Regions from separate parts of the Gossypium hirsutum genome. Here region 1 is linked to region 2. A link is a contact called in public Hi-C data. All regions are on one chromosome and are shown on one strand. Each heading gives the region's core, a stretch centred on a gene start, on an enhancer-like site or on the middle of the called end of the contact. The rest is flanking DNA. Distances are from core to core; before and after follow the strand shown.

The links. A called contact is a pair of places that touch in the nucleus more often than the background predicts.
Region 1: a Hi-C map of hypocotyl shows a contact between it and region 2, with 2.3 times the contacts expected there. The contact joins the enhancer-like site here to the promoter of LOC107962306 in region 2. A contact is called at or near these places in 2 of 34 Hi-C or Micro-C datasets (hypocotyl and leaf).

Annotation. Positions count from the first base shown.
Region 1 is chrA06:56,342,693-56,346,827 of Gossypium_hirsutum_v2.1, reverse strand. No RefSeq gene overlaps it. Among protein-coding and RNA genes, the nearest start is that of LOC121231243, 35 kb to the left of the region's middle. Within about 2 kb of position 2,322, at least 1 of the 9 cell types and tissues checked has an H3K27ac peak or open chromatin away from gene starts, as enhancers often do. A contact at or near this core is called in hypocotyl, where this site is marked.
Region 2 is chrA06:56,178,028-56,182,260 of Gossypium_hirsutum_v2.1, reverse strand. LOC107962306 (type IV inositol polyphosphate 5-phosphatase 3) reads left to right here and starts at 2,397. Exons shown (of 13, transcript XR_005928649.1): 1 at 2,397-2,524; 2 at 2,681-2,712; 3 at 2,838-2,997; 4 at 3,168-3,245; 5 at 4,194-4,233.

The sequences.
Region 1 (4,135 bases), core at 1,073-3,572, 160 kb before region 2:
TTAATTGTTAATGTGACAAACATGTGGGCTGCCATGTCAACAAAGTTAACCAACATTAACTTTTTAATTCATTTTGGGGTGATTTGATAAATAATGCATGTTCAAAAGCTAAAGAGATAAAAAAAATTAAATTGAGCGTTAAAAATGAGGGTTTTTTTTTAATAAAATTGGATGGAGAAATAAGTGATTAGGATACGTTTAAAATACAATTCACTCCTTTGTAATAGACTACTATTTAAACCTTATTAAAAAATGTAAGGAACTAAAAGGTTATTGATAAATTAAGAAGGAAAGAAAATGACCTGTTCAAAACTATTATAATTAGAAACATAATTTTGTTTGTATAAGATTTGTTCTTTTTATTCATTTCACAAATAAAAATAAAACAATATCCGTTATCTATTTTTCTTCTAAAATATTATAGTAAAATATATACACAAATAAGTTTTTAATAATAAAAAAATAGGTTGCTTTATAACTAGACAAGAAGTGCAATTGGAACCGTTAGTTCAAAAACTAATATATTTTATGGATTTATTTTGTTTTTCTTGAATACTAGACTTTCTTTTATTTGGATGAAATTCTCATAAGGAATTATTTATAAATCTAATATTATAATAAAAAATTAGATTAAAACATACTCATAATGAAAAAAATTGTAACAAATATATTTATAAAAAGTTAATATAAAAATAAATAAAGTTTTTGTTGAAACAATGAAGTTAAAATATTAAAAATCATAGTATTTTATGTTTAAATTTTATCGTGTGTAATTTTTTTAGATTTTTACTTAAAATATAAAAGAAAAATTACTTTCTTAATAATATTTGTTATATTATAGGGTAAATTACACCAACTATCTCCAAATTTTATTTAAAATTATATTTCAGTCACCCAACTTTCAAAAGTTACGTAATCCAAGAAATCCTAGAAATTTTTCTATTTTTTTTGTAAGTCGTTTGTTTCTTCTCTTTTGTTTTGCCCAATGGTGATGCCAGCCTTTGGGTTGGCTACCGCCTGCCTTTTTCTCCCTCTCACCAATCCTCTCTTTCTTTCTTCTTCTCATTCACTCAATGTGTCTTCTTATTTTCTAGTTTGTAGATCTATTTTGTGGGCATCTTTATTATTTTTACAAGTTGTGATGGATAGATGATGGTGCCTGTATGTTGTCGTTGAAACTCCATCAACCACTAGCAGTTTCTCTTGGAAAGTGTGTGGCTCTTTGTCAGCTTCTTAATTTGTTTATGTTTTGAAAGTATTTCAAAATAATAAATGATTTCACGAGACTTGTTTTGTCATAACTCTTATAAGTTCTTTTTTGTTTATTTTTCATTGTTTAATTAATCTTTATTTTTAGAAGTTTTTGTCTACTCTTGTAGCACATTTTTAGTCTTGCTTATGAATATAGTCTCACTTTTGCAAGCAATTTTAGGGATGATTTTGTTGTCATCCTCTTTAGTTTGGTGGATGCTCGATTCTTTTACCAAATTTTGCTTGCCTCTTTGGATCATCTGGAGTTGATTTCCATATCGTATTAAGCACTTGCATTACTTCAGATATGTCGTGTTTGAGTTGAGATAAAGTCAATTGTCAACATGTCACAATGTTCTATTAATGCCGAAGCATTTATTATATTGATGGAGCTTGTCCTCTTCCACATAAGATGGATATTTGTTGTTTATTTTTCTTCAAGTTGTATAATCCTATTCATGAAATAAATTAATAATTTTTTCTTTAAAAACAATAATACTATAAATAAATATGTTATTTGACTTAGAGGAAACAATTAGACAACATCAACGCGCTTTTATTTTGTATTTATGGAGTGACATGGTGGCATAATCTATACTATGATTGAAACATCTGTTAGATGTTGTAACTGAGTCTGTTGTGTTCGACTTATCATTGAGTTTTAAAATCCAAATAACTATAATTACAAAACATAAATAAATTGATAATTGAAGTATTCCAAAACTTAGATAAGAATGAGGGACTAAAAACGTAAACATAATTTGCATAAGAATGAAACTTTAGAATCTCAAAGATCTCCCAACCTCAATATTAATACCTTATTAACATCATTATATTTTCAAATATATTAGTTAAAAAGCTATCCATGATTTGAATTACCCATTAAAAGAAATACCACAACTTTTTGAAATAATAGTTTCAAAAGAAAATAATATCTGGAAAAGAACAAATCAGGAAAGCCTGGCCTGAGCATCCCACCTGAAGGAAAAGGGAAGGAGTATGAGTGGTCAGGATTTAAATGATGGGTTTAAGTGACGACAAAAATGCATGGCTAAAAGATTGTGGGCAGCCATGAGCAAATGATGTATGGCCGACCGTTCCAATGGAGACCAGACTCAGCAATTGAAAACTGGTCTCCCATTTCGAGACCATTCGCTGGCCCCTCAGATGCATTGTGTAATTCTATTTCACCGACTCACTATCATCCATCCCTATCAAAGTGGAATTCAATTTATTGGATATGTTAAATTTAATTATAAAATATTTTTCAATAATAGAATTGAGTTATTGATCCAAATATCGACTATGATTTAAACATGTCAAATTTTAACTTAACTTTGCACCGACTTGATGATGAAGCAATTAGCTTTGTAAATACATGTGGAACATGAGTTTAGTAAAACATCCGGGAATTAGTATTTAAACACTAAGAAGCAGAGAAACTTGGTTTCTTTTGAGGCTTATGTTTGTCAACTGATAACAACATTAGTAATGAAGACTCGGGTAAGCAATTCTAATGTTGCTATGTGCTCAGTCACAAAAGATTACAGTCCGTTGATGTAGTTTAAATACAGTTCTTGATGTATCAACGGAATTTAAGTTAGATCAATCAAAATTATGAAATAGTTCTTATATCTATTTCTCAGGTTCCTTCAAAAGTTCTCTTAATTCTTGATTTTATTATCACTTGTTTACTCTTCCTAATTCCAACATGGTATTAGAGTTTTGATTACTTCGCTTTATACAATCCTCATCTCCCATTAATTTTCTACTTCCGTTTGGTTGAGGATCAGTAGATTTGCTATTGTTTCTGTGCGAGGTTGATAATGACATCTTTAAACTCATTGAGCACTAGTGAGTCACCTAAGCATTCATTCACTCTAAAATCTAGTCTAATTATCTCAAAAATCGGTTTAGAAAATAATGTTTTTAATCATAGTGTAAATTTAAATTTTGAATTGTGATATTTATAATAATAAACTTTTAACTGAAATAATACTTGTACTTTGTACGAGATAGTCTAAGTCGTTTCCCGGCTTTCAACTAATCGATTTTCTCCACTATCCTCAAACCCCAAATTGCTGCACAAAATGGAAACTTTTATTATTTTTAGTGAAAAAATTAATTTTCTTTATTTAACTGAAAACTACGAGCTTTTTACAGAAAATAGAATGTATTCTAAAATTAAATTACAACTATTTTCTGACAGAATAATGATGCTCAATAATGTATGTGTTTAAAGAGGTTAGCTCATAGTTCCTATTTATAGAGAAATGGTACAAGAATTCTACTTGAACAAGAGTTAATTAAATAACAATATTTTAATAGAAAATACAATATTGTACTTGGTATAGAATACATGAAGCAACAACACACCCTATGGAATACTAGGGTTTGTCACTACTCTCATATAACAAGACTTATTTAGGCATTTTGTGTATTGTGTACTATTATATGTTATCTGGACTTATATTCAACACTTATAATTTATTCAATCCAATAACTATTTTCTATTTTGCAAAAATATTAATGAATTAATTTAATTTACTAGTTAAATTAAAATAATTTCTCAAATAAATTATTTTCTCATTTCAATTCTAATTTCATTAAAGTCATGACATCTTTACCATATTAGAATCCATGAAGAAATTAATTTAATTGCCTTCTTCAATAAATCTATGATGACTAATAAATTTAATTTTCCCTTCGAACTTTAATTATTTAATTACAATCAATTAAATAATAATTTGAAGAAATTAAATTAATTTCTAAGTCATCTTTTGTACTTAGCGAGAAAACGTATCACAACTGATAGTGATTCATGCATTCTATTTGTCTTAGTTATTTGTTTTCATTCATTCCATAATTTATAGGTTTTACATAA
Region 2 (4,233 bases), core at 1,148-3,647:
TAAGTGTCATACCCTAAAGCTTTGTAAGTGTTTTAAAGCTCGAAATTAATGCTTTGAACAACTAGAATTCATCCCCAACGCCCATAAACATCCTCAAATTCATTCTTTGATAAAAATAAAAGGAAAAAAAAAACAAATCAAGACACAAGAAATGAACATCCAAGCATAGAAATCAAGAGAAAATCCTCTAATTTTTTATTTCATCATTTTCTCTTGTACATACTTCTTAGGTGCTTATTGTTAGATTTTTTATCATTATTATTTCCTATCATTATTATTTCCATTCTTTAAGAGGGCTTAACACTTGTAAACACACACCTTTGAGAAGTCCTCATTGTTGACATTTTTTCTTTGTATTGAAAGATTTCCTTAGGGTTTTTGAGGTATAGCATTTAAGGGTTTTAGTCGAGTTTTGTAAAAACTAGAGGGTTATAGTTTAGCCACAAAGCTACGGAAAGGTTCTATCTCAATCTTGTAAAAAATAGAGATTGTAAAAGTTATACCTTGTCATTAAAATGTATAAATTCAAGTATAGTTAATTGAGAAATCATTGGTTGAGGTATTCCAAGGTAGTGGATATAGTCAATTGGGGTCGAGCCACTATAAATCGAATTGTCGAAACTTTTTCTCCCTTCCCTTATCATTTAAAAAAGTTTGTAAAGTTTTTAAAATACCAATTCAATTCCTCTTGATATTTTCAAACCTAACATAATGTATATCAAACTTACTTTAATATTAATCAACATCTACTTAATAATAAAATATTTATAATACACAAGTCATCTAAAGATATCACTTTTTTAAGACATTATTATTTTAATATATTTTATTATGATGATGATGATGTGAAGGCATAGTTATAACTTAATGTTCCCTTATAAGGAACCTTTTCATTTCTTTTGCTTAAGATTAGGTTCGAACCATATATATATCACTTAATTATTTTACATTTCAAATCAAACAAGACAAGAATTGACAAAACATCTATTAAAAGGTAAAAACATAAAGTTACATTATATACAATAGGAAAATAAAACTAATTGGGTCCATGCCATGAATTATTCAGTCTCTAAATTATGCAAAATTCAATGAACCTCCCAATCCATCATCACTTGACTGCCATGCACACTTAATAATATCCTATGCAATAAGATTATACGATAAAAATTAAATTAAAATATTATGTTGTATAAAACATAAAATGAATATACAAAAATTTAAGATTTTTATAATATAAAATTCATCTATAAAATTTTTTATAAAATAATATATTTTTAATGTAATTTTTAATTCAAAATAATTTGTATTTTCATTTAATGCATGAACCGATTATATATATATATTAAATTTATAATATTTTTTTATAAAATTAGTTTTTATTTAAAATTTTTAATAAATTGAAAATTTAATGTAATTAAAAAATATTTAATAAATTTAGAATAAGTTATATTAATAATATTTAATTTTAAAAATATTTAATATTAAAATAATACAAAAATTAGTCATGCTTTGAATATCAATATTAATATATTATAGTTTAAATAATATTATTAATAATTTCTTACAGATTATTTATTTTATATATTGTTAAATCAATTTTCTAAATTTTAAAATTGATAATATTCGATTTTTTTTATAATTTTGTAATTTATATTTTCTTCTACTGTAATTAATAAATGTAATTAGTTTTTATTATATCTGAAAAATAAAAAATTAATTTAATAAATGTTATTAATATGCGTATTTTTTAAAAATTATATTTTAAGCTTAACAATTTAAAATTATTAATTTTAATATGATAATATTAAAAGTTAATTCAATTAAGTAAAATAAGAAATAAGAATTGAAAGAGTAATAGATGTTTTAAATAGACAACATGATTATTTATTCCTCATATTACTATAGAGTAACTCTAGTTCTATCTTCTTCAAAATTTTAAAATTTATTTTTTTATTTTTAAGAATTTAGTTTCTTAAATTGTGTAATTTAAAAATTAAACTTCAATTGATAAGTACAAGTTTACCATTGAGGTTAAAAATACTTTTGTAAAGATAAAATGACAATTTTAGACTTGTAATTATAAATTGGAAGGTTTAACCAAGGATAAAAATAAATAATTTCATTAAAAAATACTTATTCAAAAGTTAAAAATTAAATAAATTAACTTTTTGACTTTGGATTAAAATCCTAAGTTTAGTTTGAAAGGTACTTATTTATAAAAAAAATTTAGTTTGGAATCAAGATTTAATTGAAAAATGTTTTCCAACCTCAATAATAAATAAAGTTTAAAATTCAAAAATTTAAAAAGTAGAGGATCGGAAGCATAATTAAATACAAGTTTCTCCAATTGACATTAGCTATTTAAAGAGTTAAAGAGCGTGTGAAATTGAGCTTGGTACACCGAAACAACTCAAGCTCACAGCTCCCCGAGTTCCAAAAATAAAAACAGATCAATTAATGGGGGATTAAGTCAATAATTGTAGTGATTATCATATCACCATCTGATTGTGCTATTGAATAATGGGTAGTCACTAAGTCTTTAATTAAGAGTCAAAAGACCCGAAATCCAGATTAAGTAATTAATTTAAGTAATACTATACTTTGGCTTCCATTGTTTTTCTCTCTTCTTTTTGCGCTCTCCATTTCTTTGCATTTTTTAAAATTTTTTTTGTGTATGCAGCTATGAAACAAGGCTCAAAGCCCCGGCCGGAGGTACTGCTTTTTTGTGTTTCTAAGCATTTTGCTTTCCCCTCTTTCCTTTTTCTTTTTGTTAGTTTTGGTTTTTTTTTTGTGCGTTTGAGATTTTAATTATAGTATAACTAAGAGAGAACTTGCAGAGAAGTTGGGTTGAAATCTGCTGTTTTGGTTGCTCCTGCCTACAGCTTTTTTGGCCTCGAGTTGTCATGCGTAAGTTGCTCAATATCAATCCCAGAGATTCCGATTACAGTGCCGACACCGATGATGGAGATGACATTGGTTCGGATTCTGAAACCGAAGGTGCTCTCACCAGTTTCCTTCTGACCCCATTTCTCATGTATTGGATTATTTTCCCAGTTTTCTGGGAATTTTGAGATTTTTTTGGTGGTTTTTATTTATTCTAGAGTTGTTTTTACGGGCTGATTTCTGGTTCTTTTGGAATTTGAGTCTAAATGTGTGGGGTTTTGCAGAATTTTTTGATTGTGGCAATGGCATTGGCTCAAGGTTTAGAGGGATTAGAGAGGAGGATCCTCAGCCTGATCTAAATGGTAATAATCTTAATCCCTTATCAAAGTTGACGTTGTTAAGTTGCTATATGCCTATGTCATTTGTGTGTGCAAGCTAGTTATCTTCTATTTCCTTGACACCTTGAGACTTGAGTAGCATCATTTTCCCTTTTAGCTGGAAAGTTTGGAAATTTAAGTTGTTGTAAAAGACTTCTAAATACATGAGGAACATCCAATCTAAAATTTTGGATTGTCAATCTTTCATTGGGGGGTCGGTGAAAGTCAAACTTAAGTTGTACAGTCAGGTGGTTCATGAAGCTACGGAATTGGAATGGTTGTGATATCGGGATTGATATTTCCTTTCAACATAAAATAGTTGATGATTTAGTAGAAAGCTTATCAATATATTTAGTCCCTTCAGCTGGTAGCTGGTTGTGCATCTCATGAAATATAGTTGATAAAGTTGGCTCAATTAATCAAATGACTTTTTAGACTTTCTATTTGTTATTTGCCTAGTGGATGGATTAATCAAATGACTGGCAAGGTAGTTTATTGATGGTTTTCTTTGATTTGATATAGCTCTATTCTTCTTTTCTTCGATTGCACAGTTCTAGCAATCTTAAAAGGAAACTGCGGGTCACATGGAAATGGAGTTATCCTGTAGCATCTAACTAACTGAATTTTAGAGAAGTTCAAATTTTTTTACCCCTCTTAATTCTATTATGTACAAGCAAATCACCTTCCAAAGGCGGTGAAACAAATTCATCAGTTACTTTTACTTACCAGTGAAATTTTCAGGAGGGCACCTTTTGTACCTCTAGTTAAGTTTACCTCAGATATCCCTGCAATCAGACACTTTTGACTTTGGCATTCTGAGTGTAACCTTTTGTGGTTTGTGTGAATATCCAATTCAGGGAGTGAGGTGAAGTGCTCTTTTGATTTCTTTTCTCTTTGAATAGTCACAATCTTTTCCCATCTTTTTGATCTCAGATTGTCTTCCAAGATTAAGGAGACGGAATTCAGAGACTTT